Regions from separate parts of the Sus scrofa genome. Here region 1 is linked to region 2. Evidence: chromatin contacts called from public promoter capture Hi-C data. All regions are on one chromosome and are shown on one strand. Each heading gives the region's core, a stretch centred on a gene start, on an enhancer-like site or on the middle of the called end of the contact. The rest is flanking DNA. Distances are from core to core; before and after follow the strand shown. Region 1 holds the start of CTSK (cathepsin K). Region 2 holds the start of GOLPH3L (Golgi phosphoprotein 3-like).

Region 1 (7,751 bases), core at 658-3,157, 77 kb after region 2:
AAAGTGCTAGCTATTGTTATTAGTGTTTGCTCAGCTAGATTATCCATTTTTCTTTCTTTCCTGTCCTTTCTATTTTTTAAGGTTGGGGATTTCTTGAGGACACTGGTTATATTCTTAGTCATCTTGAAGCTCTGTTGCCTAGAACTATATCTGGTAGGTTCTGAAAAAAAAATGAGTTTGTTGAATAAATGCTAAATCAGCGGTTCATCTGGTTGATGTAATCAGCATAGTTAAGGTTGTGGGAAAACTGACATTCTCACGCTGGTAAGAATGTAAGATTGTAAAAACTTTTTTGGGATGATTCCCTCTGACCTATTGATTCCAATTTTAGGATTTATTTTGCATAAATATTTGTATATATGTACAAAATATATGCACACAGGTGCTTACAGCAATACCACTTATAAAAATAGACAAACCAGAAATAACTTAAATGTACAAAAATAGGTGATGAGGTGTTCCTGCTGTGGAGCAACAGGATCTGTGGCATCTTGGGAACCCTGGGATGCAGGTTCAATCCCAGGCCAGGCACAGTAGGTTAAGGATCTGGCATTGCTGCAGCTGCGGCTCAGGTCAGGTCTGATCTCTGGCCAGGGACCTCCACATGTCACAGGACAGCCAAAAAAAAAAAAAATGCTGATGAGTTAAATAACAGAATAGGCTTTATTTATTCTCTTAGCAGGGGAAGAGGTAAATTAATTCTTTGCCCTCTCTCCTGGTGTCCTCCTACCTTAAGATAAAGAAACAGAAAAAGGAAGCAGTCATGCCAGCTTATATACTCACACCCAAGAAAAAAGAGGGTACCTGGTTTTTGACAGGAGTAACATATCCTTTCTTCCGATAATCAATAGAGTCTGGGGTTCTGCCTTCCCAGTCTGGGATATAAAGGGTGTCATTACTGCGGGAATGAGAGGGGGGTACTTTGAGTCCAGTCATCTTCTGAACCACTTCTTCACTGGTCTGGTACAAAGAAGAAAGAAGCCAGGCATAAGAAAGGAACCAAGGCAAACAGGGCAGATAGACCAGGAGCTGAGGCTCAACTCACCATATCGCCCAAGTGGTTCATGGCCAGTTCATACGTATGAACCCCAAGAGAGGCCTCAAGATTATGGATGGAAATATGCTTCAGGTTTTTTTCCCAAATTAAACGCCGAGAGATTTCATCCACCTACACAGAGCATTGTCAGTATTGGCATAGACTGTATCCTGTGTAGAAAGTTACATACCTAATACCATGCAGGTTTTTAGGAGAAGAGATTAAATTTAAAATCACAGAAGTTTACAATCTAGTTGGGGAAATAATCATGGGATTGAGAGCATACAAAGAGAAATACGTAAACAAATGCAAATAATAGGATACAAACCTCTAGAGAGATGTATAGAAAAAAAAAAAAACTGCTTACGGATTAATCGCATTAATCTGAGAAGCCTTCCCGAAAGAGAAATATAAGGCAGTTATAAAGAAAAGGAAGGGTAAGACTTGATGGAGGGTGAATAGAGGATTAGGAATGGAAAGTATATGTTAAGGAGTTCCCTGGTGGCCTAGTGGTTAAGGATCCAGCATTGTCACTGCCATGATACAGTTTCAATCCCTGGCCCACAGGACTTCCACATGCCACAGGTGTGGCCAAAAAGAGAAAAGTGTATGTTAATAGTCAGGGAACAGGGGCAGATTTGCTTGAGGTAATTAAGGTATTGGGTTGAGGAAGGGAGTCTGGAACCTAGGATTGGAGGTCTCAGGTTCCAGCCCTCCCACCATGTTCCCCTCCAGGTTCCCAGGCACCTTGCTGTTATACTGCTTCCTGTAGGTCTTCTTCCATAGCTCCCACTGGGTATCCAGTATCTCCTCAGGGTATAGAGCAGAGCTCATCACAGGCAGCAGTAGTACAACCTTGAGCCCCCACATCCTGGGGGAAGGAGATAATTAGGGGAGACACTTCTATTTGCCAAGGGGTTCCTAACCTGGCTTGGGAATGAGGAAATAGCTGGAACCATATTCTCAGACCAGTAATTCTTAATCTTTAGGTCACAGACTTCCATGAGAAGCTAACAAAAATTTGCAACCCACTGTAGTCCCTCTCACCAGAAAAATGAATGCACACACAATAATTCTGGGGAGTTTATGAACCCAAAGTTAAAAACCCCTTTCTCTGAAACATGAGGCAGAAGAAAACTAGGCTTTGTAAGGAAAGCAGAAAAATTGAGGGTGATTTCCATATGATAAAACAAACAGTGATAGGAAGGGTCTGGGTTTGGATGGAGTGCTGATACCTCTGGTTCCAAGTACTTTGACCTAGGAAGATTCCACACACACACACTTGCACAGACAACCAGAAAAGGTTTAGAAAATGGACAATCAGGATGAGCACAAAAACTGCTCCAATGTCCATGCAGACTTGAAGGAGATGGAAAAAACAAATGCAGGATGGGATGAATGGGTTGGAGAATATACACAAAGGAGAGATTTCCAGCTAAGTTTTTGCTTCCTGATCATTTCTAGGCATTCTTTTGTTCTTTGCCTAAATTCTGATGCTTCTGATCTTACCAGGAGAGGACAAGGGAAATTTTGACAGCATTTCCTTTTCTCTCTCAGGTGTATTCTGTCTTCTTAGGTATTTCTTCCTCCTTTCTCTTCAGGAAACTGTCCTAATCTCAACCAGCTGCTGTGGGCAGGAAAGCTTTTCTTTCTTTTTCGACCAAAACCCCTACAAAACCCTCTGCATCTGCCTCACAGGACAAAAAACCTCAGAACCAAAGTTTGCTAGAAGAACGTTAGACAGAAAAGGAATGTTCTATGATCATTAGAGACACAGCTTTTCAGAAGTTTAGCTTCATTCACTTCTTGTGGTGGCTTGTAATTATGTGTCCTCCATTTTAAGCGCAAGTTAGTCTGTAGCAAGTCACACAGCTTGCATAATTTTCAAATTACGTCCATTTTTGTGCGATCTTTGCAAACTGACAAAATGTCCAGCACAACATTTAGTATCTGGAGTATTAAGGGGCACTGAAATGTCTTGAAGAGTAGGAAGTACTGAGCTACCACCTCCCAAACCTCTCTTCCTGTTAGTAAATTAACCCTTTGATATCTTTGGCCCAAACAAAAACCCCAAGAGGCCACTCTTTGAGGGTTGGGCAAAGGATCCTCTATATTTTTTGCTTTCACTAGCAACCACATATACGTATTTACAAATCATAAAAGGAGTCCTAAAGATTTCCAGACAGATTTTATTTGTCCAGGAAATGACCTAAGAAGGGCATTAGTTTTCATCCACAAAGCCTATAAAGTTCATTTTGATCCCCAAGTCACTATGTTCCTAATTTTCCTAAAAATGGAGAGCTAGCAGGAATGAGAAGCTAAAAGACAGAGTAAGTTGAAAACGTTACCTGCTGATGGGGATCTGTTCTCTGGGCTCGTCGCGGCAGGGAAGTGTGGATAATGTGGACGGATGACTAGGGGCGCTGGATTTATTCCATCAGGATTGCGGAAGTCAGCTCTAGCTGCTGGCTGGAAAATTTGGATAGGGGAGGGCAGTAGGGATAGAAATGCTGAAAGAGAGATTAGGGAGGAGGGAAGGAGGCAGGGGATTTGCATCGTTTCTGTGTGAATGTGGAGCACGTGGGCCAGGGTGCGGAGTTGTTAGGTATTTACTTTCACATTGCTGTCTGCCTTTGAGATCAGACCAAAAAAAAAGGCTTCAATACATATTACCCAAGTTGGGGGTTACCTTCTCTTTGGGGGACAAATACAGTCCTAGTCTCTCCCATCTTTCACTTTTATTACATGATATATATATATATATATGTGTATATATATATGTTATAAATAATATTTGGGGATTACATCTATTATTATCCTTCTCTCCTAATTTTAAACCTCAATTTTTGAATGTGTGTATTACCCTCACATCAGGAATGAGGAAATGAACACAAAAGACTAGAAAAGAGTATGTAAGGGAAGCCACAGGCTCCAAAATCATTTGTAATCAGTTGGTTAAAAACTGTCATTGCTTTCAGGAAAGGGAAAAGCTTTCCCAAATTAACACGGTTTTGCTGAGGAAGGATACGCCCAGAAAGGCCAGATGAAACCAGTTCCAAAAGTAACCAAAAACAGTACTCCTGGTTATTTATCACAGCACTTGAATCAACACAAGCACTGACAAATTCACATGTGACTTCTTCGTTGCTAAAACTCTGATGGTAGGATGCCTGATGAACTTTGTCTCTCTCAATTATTAAAATCCCCAATCCAGGTCCAGTCATATGAGTGTCTCCAAATGCTTCTCCCCCCAACACCCAGGCATGTGACAGATCATAAGAATCTAGTTCATTCCCAAACCACATCCCCAAATGTTTTCTTCCATAAATATGTGGGGGGTGGAGAGTAAAGAGGGTCTTTGGAAAAAGGATAATACATGGAATCTAGATTCATTACTAGCTGGGTTACATACACAGACCCTCAAGAACACGCGTTTATACTTACAGGTTTTAAGATTTCCTAATAAAAACACTGTCCTAGAGGGAGACCAGGTCTAGACTTGAGTAGTTTTAAATCTCCCCATCCCTAATTTCTTTAAATTCAGAAGAGAGGACATACTGAGGGAAGGAATCTAGATGTGCCTCCTGATCTCCGGTCCCAACTGTCCCCCTCTCCCAAGGACCTGGGCAATCCCCCAACCCTCATCCCATGGTCAGATGTCCCTGATGATTTTACTCAGGATGAGTCAGGATCAGGAGGACAACCAAGGAATGCTGAGTGATCAGAGCCCTATGATTTCTGATTCCTGAAATTATAGACATGCTGTGCTTTATGTTTGTATATCTGAAGATCATGCTATGGACTCAACTGGCTGTGGGTGTTTGTTTTTTATGAGCTGGGAAGGAATAATAAAGATGAAATCAAGATCACACAACACAAGAGAGTTTACAAAAGGAAAAAATATTTTGTTTTAAAATCTTTGCTACATGTCATTATTTTTGCCACTGTTGTAAGGCTCAGCACAGATGCCAGCAGTACAGAAATGGCCAACAAGAAGAAAAAAAAAAAATCAAAAATAAAACCCTGAAGGAAAAGCAGAAACAAAACCCCCAGAGCATCTTCTCCCACCCCTCCCCACCCCCAAAAGCCCTATAATAACTGTACAATATTATAGTCCTGATCACATTTAAAAAGTCAATTATTAAAAAAACAAGGATCTCATTGGAAACTCAACTTTTTGGTTTCTTAAATTGTGATATAAATATATATGTATACTGTATGTGTGCACATAGAATAAAAAAATAAACTGTCTCCTTTCCATTCCTCTACGTGGCACCAATTGGAGACAAAAGGGAGGGAAACCTAACAACATTCTCTCAGCCTCTCCAAGGCCACCTGTGCTCCTCAGTCCTCTATGGCTACATTTAATGTCTTCTCCTTATTAATTCAGTCTTGCACTTAAGATACTGGCCTGAGCCAAAAAAAAAAAAAAAAAAAAAAAAAAAAAAAAAAAAAAAAAACCAGGCTGATACACATGACTGTTACCTGAGGAAGGTAAAAAGTGAGAGTAGTAACCTGTATCCGCATTTATATGGCTATAGTTAATGACTAAGTGACCCTGTTGAGATGGGAGTGAAATTCCCATCTATCACATGGATTCGTTACACTTGTACTAGAAAGCAAAATCCAATCTCAAGACTGGAGAGGGAGCAAAGAGGAAAGAACCATAGGCCCAAAGAGACCTAAATCTCAGTTTCTGGCAGACTGGATACTTTGCAAGAAGGCTTGGTATTTGGCTTAAACTCCAGCGGTGAGGATTTTCACTGGGACTGCTAATCCAAGAAGTTGAGTTTCCATGCAGAAATAACCTCTACAGAACACACCTCATATGTGACTCTGACAGAAAAATGCAGCATTACCCTTATGGGCAAGTAGAGGGTTTCTGAAAGTGTTTATCTTGCCAGCCTATTTCTGTAATGTTTGCAGATCTTCCATATAAGGTGAGAGCACCAAAAGCAGGAGTGACCCAGCTTTATCATTACATATGTTCAATGAGAAACCAACCATACCAACAGAAGACTTTACACATTTGCTTACAGTTGCATATCAGCTGGGCATATATATAAGTGCAGCAAAGACATTTATTTAAATACTCTTTGGCTGCAATACTAAATGGAAAATACCTGGAAGATTTAACTCCTTAGGACTCTTTGAAAAACACAGAGAAAGACAAAGATAAAATCTGGGACAAATTTTGCATAACTCCCTAATAGGGAGAAAGGAACAAACACAGATACAAACATGTGCACACTCACGCATGCATACACACACACACACACGGATGTGTGCACACACACATCCTCTCTCACACACACTTCCTTACTCATGTTTCTTTCCAGAGCATTTGCTCACCGGCAGCAGAAAGAGCCTATGCTCACTTCCTAAAGCCCTATGTATACCTACCATATTTCATGGTCCTCAAACATAAGGACATTTCTCCTCTCCCCCACCTTATTCTGAATTTCTTTTCAAAAATAAGCCATTGTATCCAAGGCAAATAATGGATGTCAGGTTCTCTAACCTGCTCCTTGACCCTAGCACAAATCACCTCGGCACAAATTTCCATTCAGGAGACATAAGGAAAGGCATTCTTAACCTAATGCAGCCTCAAAGGATCCCCAAAGCCTTGAGGATTCACTCCGTTTCTTCTACAAATGTTATCTCAGAGAGGCAGGAAGACAAGGGAAAGGTCAGAAGGGAAAGAGGGTATATATTAGGGGTGAGGGAAGGGAAGGGAGAGGAACTTTTATTCTGTTTACAGAAAGATCTGCTTTTTAAAAACAAATGGTGATTTTTTTTTCTCCCCCACCCCTTATCCTCACCCCAATAGTTCTATTCTGAAAAAGAGGGAAACATAGTTAGATCAGGAAATTCTTCATTGTTGTAACTGTTGCTCTGGTCTCCCAACATGGACAGCATCTCCTAATAAGAGAAAAAGCATACGTTTGGGTCAAACACCTTGAGCCTTTATACTTATCGAGCTCCCTCCCAACGTTCCCCTGAAACAGCCCTGGCTCCAAGGAATGTCTGCTGTGCTGAGTTCTCTTAGCCTTTCTTACTCCAGCAACTCTGACCCCTTTAGATGACAACCTTTTTTCCTAGTTCCTTCTCTGTCTTCCTCTGACATTTCTCCTCTTTTCTAATCCTCAATATTTTCAAAGGGAAAAAAATCTGTATGCCACATTTCATGTACTCCCCCCACCATAGATATATATGGGGTATCTCCTATCCTATTTGTTTTCCATCTAAACCTTGTTTTGCCTTCTTCCAACCCATATTTTAAACTAAGTTCCTCCTTTGTCTTGCCTGGAGTAATCCACTGACTTTTGCAGTGCCCTCAGGACTTATGTAAATAAGTAGCTTAGGTATAAACACACTGGTTATGTTTATACCTAAGCTACCAAGAACTTGGCATATGGTTCTCCTTGAAAGGGCCAAAATCACTTTCTTTGACATCTTTACATGGTGCTTCATGTTACCAACTATGGTCTGGTTAGAGGCTATGAAGCATATTACTTCACAATCTTTCCAATTAATGACATTTAGTTCTACATGTCCCCACTCTTGTCTTCTTCCACTTAATAATAACCTCAACCAAACACCTCAGTCCATGCATGCTTTTTTCTATGTCTCTCCTCCTTGACTCCTTCTCTCTCAGTTTCTAGTTCTCTGGTCTTTTCACCCTCTCACCTGGAAGACCTCAGGCTGGCCGGGT
Region 2 (7,176 bases), core at 3,285-5,784:
TTCTGCTGTTTATGGAGCTTTAGATTACTTAACTTTTAAAAACATGTATATCTTATTTCCCCAGCTAGAATGCATGTTTCTTGAAGGCCAGGACCATATATTATACTATTTTATTTTATTTTATTATTTATTTATTTATTTTTGTCTTTTTTTGGTCTTTTCTAGGGCCGCACCGGCGGCATATGGAGGTTCCCAGGCTGGGGGTCTAATTGGAGCTGTAGCTTCGGGCCTAGGCCATAGCCATTGCAACATGAGATGTGAGCCTCGACCTACACCACAGCTCACGTCAGATCCTTGACCCACTGAGTGAGTCCAGGGATGGAACCCGAAACCTCATGGTTCCTAGCTGTCAACCGCTGAGCCACAACGGGAACTCCAGTTATACTATTTTGTAGTTGTATAATACTAAGCACATAATGAGCGCCCCAATCACATTAAATATTGATTAACTAAATCAACAAGTAGTTTGGGAGATAAGAAAGTAAGATGAGCTGGAAATCAATGTAATATTTTTAGAGATAGTTATGTAACTGACATTTTGGAATAGCTATTAGTACTTTAATAAATAAGAAGATTTGACCTCTCCTATTTATGTATGCCTGAGGATTTATCTTTTCTCATTTTTCTTGAGCCAAACGAAAGTTAACAAAATTTATCAACTATCTCCAAAAACAAAATTAGAACAATTCAAAAAGTGCTTATTATCTGCCCAGTATCTCACTAAAAGTTGAGCACCCACTATGGTCATAGCCCCAAATAAGCTTCATTTTTTAATCCTATATCTTTATATTAACTAGTATAAATTTAGAAATACACAAAGACAAGTCCAAAGACAATTTCTCTTTGAATAAAAGCAAAAATTCTAGTCTCTAGATTCAGCAGGAAATTAATGGTTCTTATTCAAAATTAAAACAAACCAAACAGCTCTTTAGTTCTAACATGCTCTTCTTTTATAGTCAGTGAGTGTTTCCTAGGCACTGTGTAAACATCTCAAAATAATATTTATACCACCTAATCTTCAGACCTACCCTGATATTCTCTGAGATAGTCAATTTTGCTTTTTCATTTATCTGAGTTTGATAAAAGTGAGCCTCACCAACTTTCTCAGCAAACAGGAAAATACACTTCCGGGCAAGATTTTCTGATATATTTGTGTCTTGGCCAAGTACATGTGGGCATGTTTCCAATATTAGTTTTAACAACACACAGGCTACAGCAAGTCTTGTAATTTTTCTTCAAATTGGTGATTTGATATGGCAGATAAAGAGAAGGAAAAAGTGAGTGATAAAGAAAATAAAATGTAAAGTCTAAGAAACAAGGGTATTCTTCTTCCTCTTTTTTTTTTTTTGTTTTTTTGCCATTTCCTGGGTGGCTCCCACAGCATATGGAGGTTCCCAGGCTAGGGGTCTAATTCGAGCTGTAGCCCTCGATCTACACCACAGCTCATGGCAACGCCAGATCCTTAACCCACTGAGCTAGGGCAGGGATTGAACCCACAACCTCATGGTTCCTAGTCGGATTCGTTTCCACTGCGCCACGAAGGGAACTCCCATAAAACATTTTCTAATAATTCTCATCAGTTGTTGATATTTAACTTCTAAAGATCCACAGAACAGAATAAGTTATTCTTATTATATCATAAGAAACCTACTCGTTTATTTTTATAAGACAATTAATCATACACATTCCTTGTCTTTTAATTTAAAAGATTTTTCTCCCCAAAGCTCAAGAAGACTTCAGTGTGTGGTGCTCTTTCTTAGTTTAATAAGAGGTTATTTCACCATCAATCTCACTTGGGAAACTACAACTATAAACAATTGACACTGTGTATAGCTCCTAAAATTATAGGGTAATTTTGTAATTAAATTATACTTCACATAATTATACTTCTGGATTTTACCCTTCAAGTATCAGCCACCCTCCCAGACTCCCCTATCCCCCAGATGGCTGAAACACAATTCTAAGGAAAATTTAGCATAATGAAACTATTTTGTCAGATTACTTCCTAAAAACATTCCAATATTTAAGTCTTTGAGATAGCCTAGCAAACCCAAGTGCATTACCTCTTTATCTTTCAGTCCCAGGAGCAATACTTCTTCCATAAGGGTGAGGCGGATATCCTTAGAGTCTCCAGAGTCCTCATTGTCTTGACTTCTGTCTTGGTTAGTGTCTTCCTCACTTTCCACCTTCTTTTCATTGTTCTTCCCTACTTCACTGCGACGGGCCCGGTGAGTTAAAGTGGTCATTCTCACCTGTTTCTGGAGGTGATGAAAATATATCTATATGTGTGCTTATGTAAATAAACATCTAAATATTCATGTGTGTATATTTAAAATGTATACAGATAATAAATATTTACAATCTTTAATGGAGAAAGAAAGCAGTAATGACCAGAAAATTAGTAACACAATATCTTTTCCAAAGTACAACAGGTTGAACTCTACAGGAGGCACTGACAAGAAATCAAATCAGTAATTTTAAAAATCAGTAGAAATGATCACCTTCTAAGCCAGCTGACTTCTTGGTATAAGCTATAAACCGGGGGAATGTCCATCATTGTGATTCCTCTTTCACATAATGGATTCTCCCCAAGTTAAATAATATGGGGCAGAAAAAATTATGGAGCATTCAGCCCCGAAGAGTATACAATAATTTCTACATATAATTTCTATATTTCTACATATAATGTACTATTCAATGGTACATTATAAAACATACACAAAAATAGTAAAAAATTTTCAGAAAAACTAAATAGAAATACACGTTCTAATATTTCCTTCCAAGACCATAACTCATTTCATGCACTCACTTTGGAAGAGTGCTAGTCTGGAGAATAACATTCAGAAGATCATGTATGGTAACTCCATATAGCTAGAAAACTTTTGTCTCTATCCCTAGGCTAGTCATCTTGTGAATACACAAACAGCTACCAACAAAAAGTACTGGCAAGAAAATGCTAAAAGATTAGTATATTCTGGAGTTCCCGTCATGGCGCACTGGTTAACGAATCCGACTAGGAACCATGAGGTTGCGGGTTCGGTCCCTGCCCTTGCTCAGTGGGTTAACGATCCGGCGTTGCCATGAGCTGTGGTGTAGGTTGCAGACGTGGCTCGGATCCAGCGTTGCTGTGGCTCTGGCGTAGGCCGGCAGCTATAGCTCCAATTCAACCCCTAGCCTGGGAACCTCCATATGCCGCGGGAGCGGCCCAAGAAATAGCAAAAAAAAAAAAAAAAAAAAAAAAAAAAAAAAGATTAGTATATTCTTTCTCAATTACCAAAACTATGAAAGTACAAGCCTTTTTATACCATGCACTACAGTTGTAAAAATCTAGTCAAGAGTAACTGCATTATCAGCTGTGATAAAGTTAGTATACTTCACATAAATCTAAATGCCAATTTTTAAGATGAAATATAATATTTTAAACTAGCAATTATTGAAAAGAATAGCTTTTTCAAGATCAAAAGAATGCATTCAAAAGCCTCTCTGACTGGATCCCATTCTACCTTCTAGCAATCTTCCCATTATTCCCAATTATGTACTGTTAAACCATTTTTCAAACATGTCCCTTAAATTCCACCTCCGCTCATTCTTACAAGCTAAAGTTCTTTCCCTTTTCCCTTCCTCTCTAAATTCTACCCATTCTTCAAAGGCCTATTCTTAAGTGAATCTGCTTCTTCATTACCCATATGTCCCATCGCCAGGACAGGTCTCTCCCTCAGCTGTACTTTCATACAATTTTATTTATACTTACTTCCTTTAAAGTATTTATTATAGTCTTTCATTTGGTATGGCTGTCTCTCAAATGTAAACTTCTTGAGGGCAGGGACATTGTCTTCTTGGGTTTTTATATTCTCCATAGCAACTAGCACAATGTCTTTAACGTTGTAACTGCTCGATAAATATATACTGATTAAAATGAATACTCAGAAAAGCATTTGAACATTTAAAAAGAAATACAAATGAAGTGACTTACAAGAGATTCTCTGTACAAGGCTATATTTCAAATAACTCTTGGTGGGAGGCGGGAAGAGTGAAAGAGGAAGAGAACCAAGAAACAATTGCTTAAGAGCACTAAGCCTATCTGGCATAAGGAACAGGTTTATTTCCTAATCCAATCCAAAAAATTTTAAATCTTTGGGGGAAAAAAATAAAAAATTTTCTTTGAGGAGTTAATCGCCCCTGGGCATTTACTAATTAAAAATACTATTTGGAAAAAGCCAAAAAAAATCAAAAAACCAATAGCTCCAAAATTAAATAAAAACCTCCCTCACCCCATAAAATAAAAAACTTGGAGGTTTTTTTGGATGTTAGGAAATGTATTCACCCCGTTGCTTACCTGACGTTACTCCTGGGTTACCGCCAAAGGCAGGCTGCAGCTTGAGCTCAATTTTAGGACACGTGTCCCCACCCCCACCCCCCACCCCCGTCCTAGTAGGTGAAAAACTTCTCAGCCACGCAAAGGGAACAAACTTCCTGATCCTTCGATGCAAAGAAGGAATAACACATCAGCTTCCTCAGGATCACTAGGCAACCTACCTTGGTGTTTCTTCATTAGACCAATCAGAAAGCTCCAAAGCTGAGTTCAGCCAATCAGAGCTTACAAGAGGAGGCTCTCCCCCCCGGCTATTGTGTTGCGATCCAGACAAACACCACCGAAAGGAGGCAGGTTTGGGTTTAACCTGACAGCTGGTCAATCCAATGAAGGAACCTTGGTAGAGAGAGGAAAGAGGGCTGCACTCCCCACCCCCACTAATCCGGCCAATCAAAGCCTTCCGTGAGCTATCACCAGCTGCCCATCTACAAAGGTTTCTGTTGGTCAACTGACTTCAGTGTAGCAGGTGTGTTACTGTAGCAGTGTATAGTGGGACAATTAGGTGTGATAGTTGGGGATCCAATAAAGCTAAGAACACATTTAAAAAATTGGCTGTTTTCGACAATTAGCTTAACCCTAACTTTCCTGCTCCAGAAAAACCTGATCTGGGTTAGTTTGTGGACGTTTATTTGGTTTATATTAAACAGGGTAGGCACATTTCTACCATAGCATTCATACTTTCTCTATTAGTGCTTGCTACTGGCGAGCTCATGGATAATGTATGTTTTTAGAATATGGCTGCTGAAACTGCAAGAGGCAAACAGACAAGTTTTAAGTCTTCCTTTTGTAGAGCACAGGAAACAGTCAAGTCTGAAATCAGATCCCAGATTTCTCACTAAAAACACAGTTTCTTTCACACTACCAAAAGTTCTAGGAAGTGTGCTCAACTCTTAAGTAACATCTACTGAAATGATGTCAAAATTAGTGCCTAAACATTTTCTGCTATTTAAATAAAAATTAGAAGCCATGAACGAGTCTAGATGCTGAACAATGTTTTATTTATGCTACCCAAAATGTCAGACTTTTAGTCTTTTTTGTCTTGTAAAAAATGCTAAAAAAGTAAGCACCAATTTTTAATTGCACATTATATATTATTATGTTAATACACTATATCAAAGTACTGAATAACATTGTTTTAACAACATAATGACAAACACAGGCAGTTAAATTATATGGTTTTAACATAGGTAAAAAATGAATTCCTATCAAAATTTAATACCAAAATAAACATTATTTACTTCAAAAAATGGCTTAAGAGGGCCTTAAAAGTTAATATAAGTTTAAAGGAAATGTCCACCAAATGGAATATAGATCAAATTGAGTAGATAATTAACAGAATAAATTACAACACTGGTTATTTTTGTTCTTACTCAAAAGTTCTCTTGAATTTGTCTCAGATAAGATTAAAGATCATCATATGATAGCTAAGAATTCATTTCAGTGTACTAACTGCTTAAGACTACCTATAAGTTTTCAGTGGTAGGGCAAACACACCTTAAAATAGTAATATAGTGTCCTTTCATTTAAATGTTGTGAAGAACTTTGCAAACATGAAGAAAATCATTTTTTTATATATGTTCCTTTGGTTCACTAAACTTTCTTCTTTTTGGCACTGAATCTTGACTAGACGAATCAAAGTGATGAAGAACCTATTAAAAGAAAACAACTACTCAGAATAGATACTTTCCAGTTTAAATGTTTTTAATTTTAGAGCTTTTTTACATCTGATGTTCCTTCCTTCAGTTCTTCCTTATTTCCTCTCTTCTTTCTTCAAAAAAAAATTAAACCTAGCATACTATTTCCCACTAAGATAGGATATCTGGGTTCTTTAAAAGTAGGGTAACTTTTATTATTGACATATTTATATCTTTTGATGACTGCTGAAAGTACATCCTTCTAAGTGTAAGGTTTTCATTAGAGGTGCTGGAGTAGTTAGAAAGATAGACATTATGTCCTCAAAATAGTAAAATATTTTTGGGTAGGATGAGAGGGGAAAGATTAAAAAATAACCTAAGAATAGAGAAAAATTCCACTTTGGCATCATGTTTTGCTTCTGTATCACTGGTGCTCAGCAGTGCCTGATAAATATTAGACATTCAATGCACCCTTGAATGAATGGGAGGATGACTTAGGAAAATTGCTAACAAAATTCTGAGTTATTGAACTTTTATTTTTCTGGTAAAAACTAGTGACAAAATTGGAATATGATTTTGTAGAAGAAAACCAAGGCTTAATACACTAGGGAAAAATAATATATTAATGAAACCTCAAGTTATTCCATCCCCCCCTTTTTGGGGCCACACCTGCAGCATGTGGAAGGTCTACGGCTAAAGACTCAACTGCTCCACAGCAGCGACCAGAGCCACAGCAGTGACACCACTGGATCCTTAACCTGCTGTGCCACCAGGGAACTCCATCATTCCCTTCTTAAGATATGTAAACTGAAAACAGGATTAACCAACTATATTTTTGAGATTACCTCTTTAACATTGAATTTTAAAAAACAGTCCTAATTTTTCAGTTATCTAATTTTAACCTACAAATAATACTAAAAATTCTGGCTTAAAAATATTAGTATCTATCTCAGAAGTGACAAATACAATTATCTGATTTGGTAAAATAAGGTTCCAAATATAAGATAACTGTTACAGGATTTAGGTCAGGAAAATTTTCTTTCTCCTAAGGTGGTAGGAGGAGATACTGTATTTTTACACATGTGGTTTTGGTTATCTTATCTTGTTTCTACTTTAGTTATGATCTCTAGAAAGCTCAGATCAAATCTGTGGCTCAATTTTAATTCTATA

Evidence for each region. Promoter capture Hi-C pulls out the DNA fragments that hold promoters and counts their contacts.
Region 1: a promoter capture Hi-C map of fetal liver shows a contact between it and region 2, with 2.0 times the contacts expected there. The contact joins the promoter of CTSK here to the promoter of GOLPH3L in region 2. A contact is called at or near these places in 1 of 5 promoter capture datasets (fetal liver), 3 of 47 Hi-C or Micro-C datasets (embryonic fibroblasts and skeletal muscle) and 1 of 2 datasets of contacts at active chromatin or transcription factors (alveolar macrophages).

Annotation. Positions count from the first base shown.
Region 1 is chr4:98,387,182-98,394,932 of Sscrofa11.1, reverse strand. CTSK (cathepsin K) reads right to left here and starts at 1,907. Exons shown (of 7, transcript NM_214302.1): 1 at 1,784-1,907; 2 at 1,046-1,168; 3 at 805-960. The coding sequence starts at 1,906. It overlaps ARNT (aryl hydrocarbon receptor nuclear translocator), which reads right to left. Exons shown (of 22, transcript NM_001315687.1): 21 at 7,727-7,751; 22 at 5,476-6,958. The coding sequence ends at 6,869.
Region 2 is chr4:98,467,825-98,475,000 of Sscrofa11.1, reverse strand. It overlaps GOLPH3L (Golgi phosphoprotein 3-like), which reads right to left and starts at 4,534. Exons shown (of 5, transcript XM_013997188.2): 1 at 4,337-4,534; 2 at 2,064-2,258. The coding sequence starts at 2,246. HORMAD1 (HORMA domain containing 1) reads right to left here. Exons shown (of 15, transcript NM_001194981.1): 15 at 5,351-6,021. The coding sequence ends at 5,941.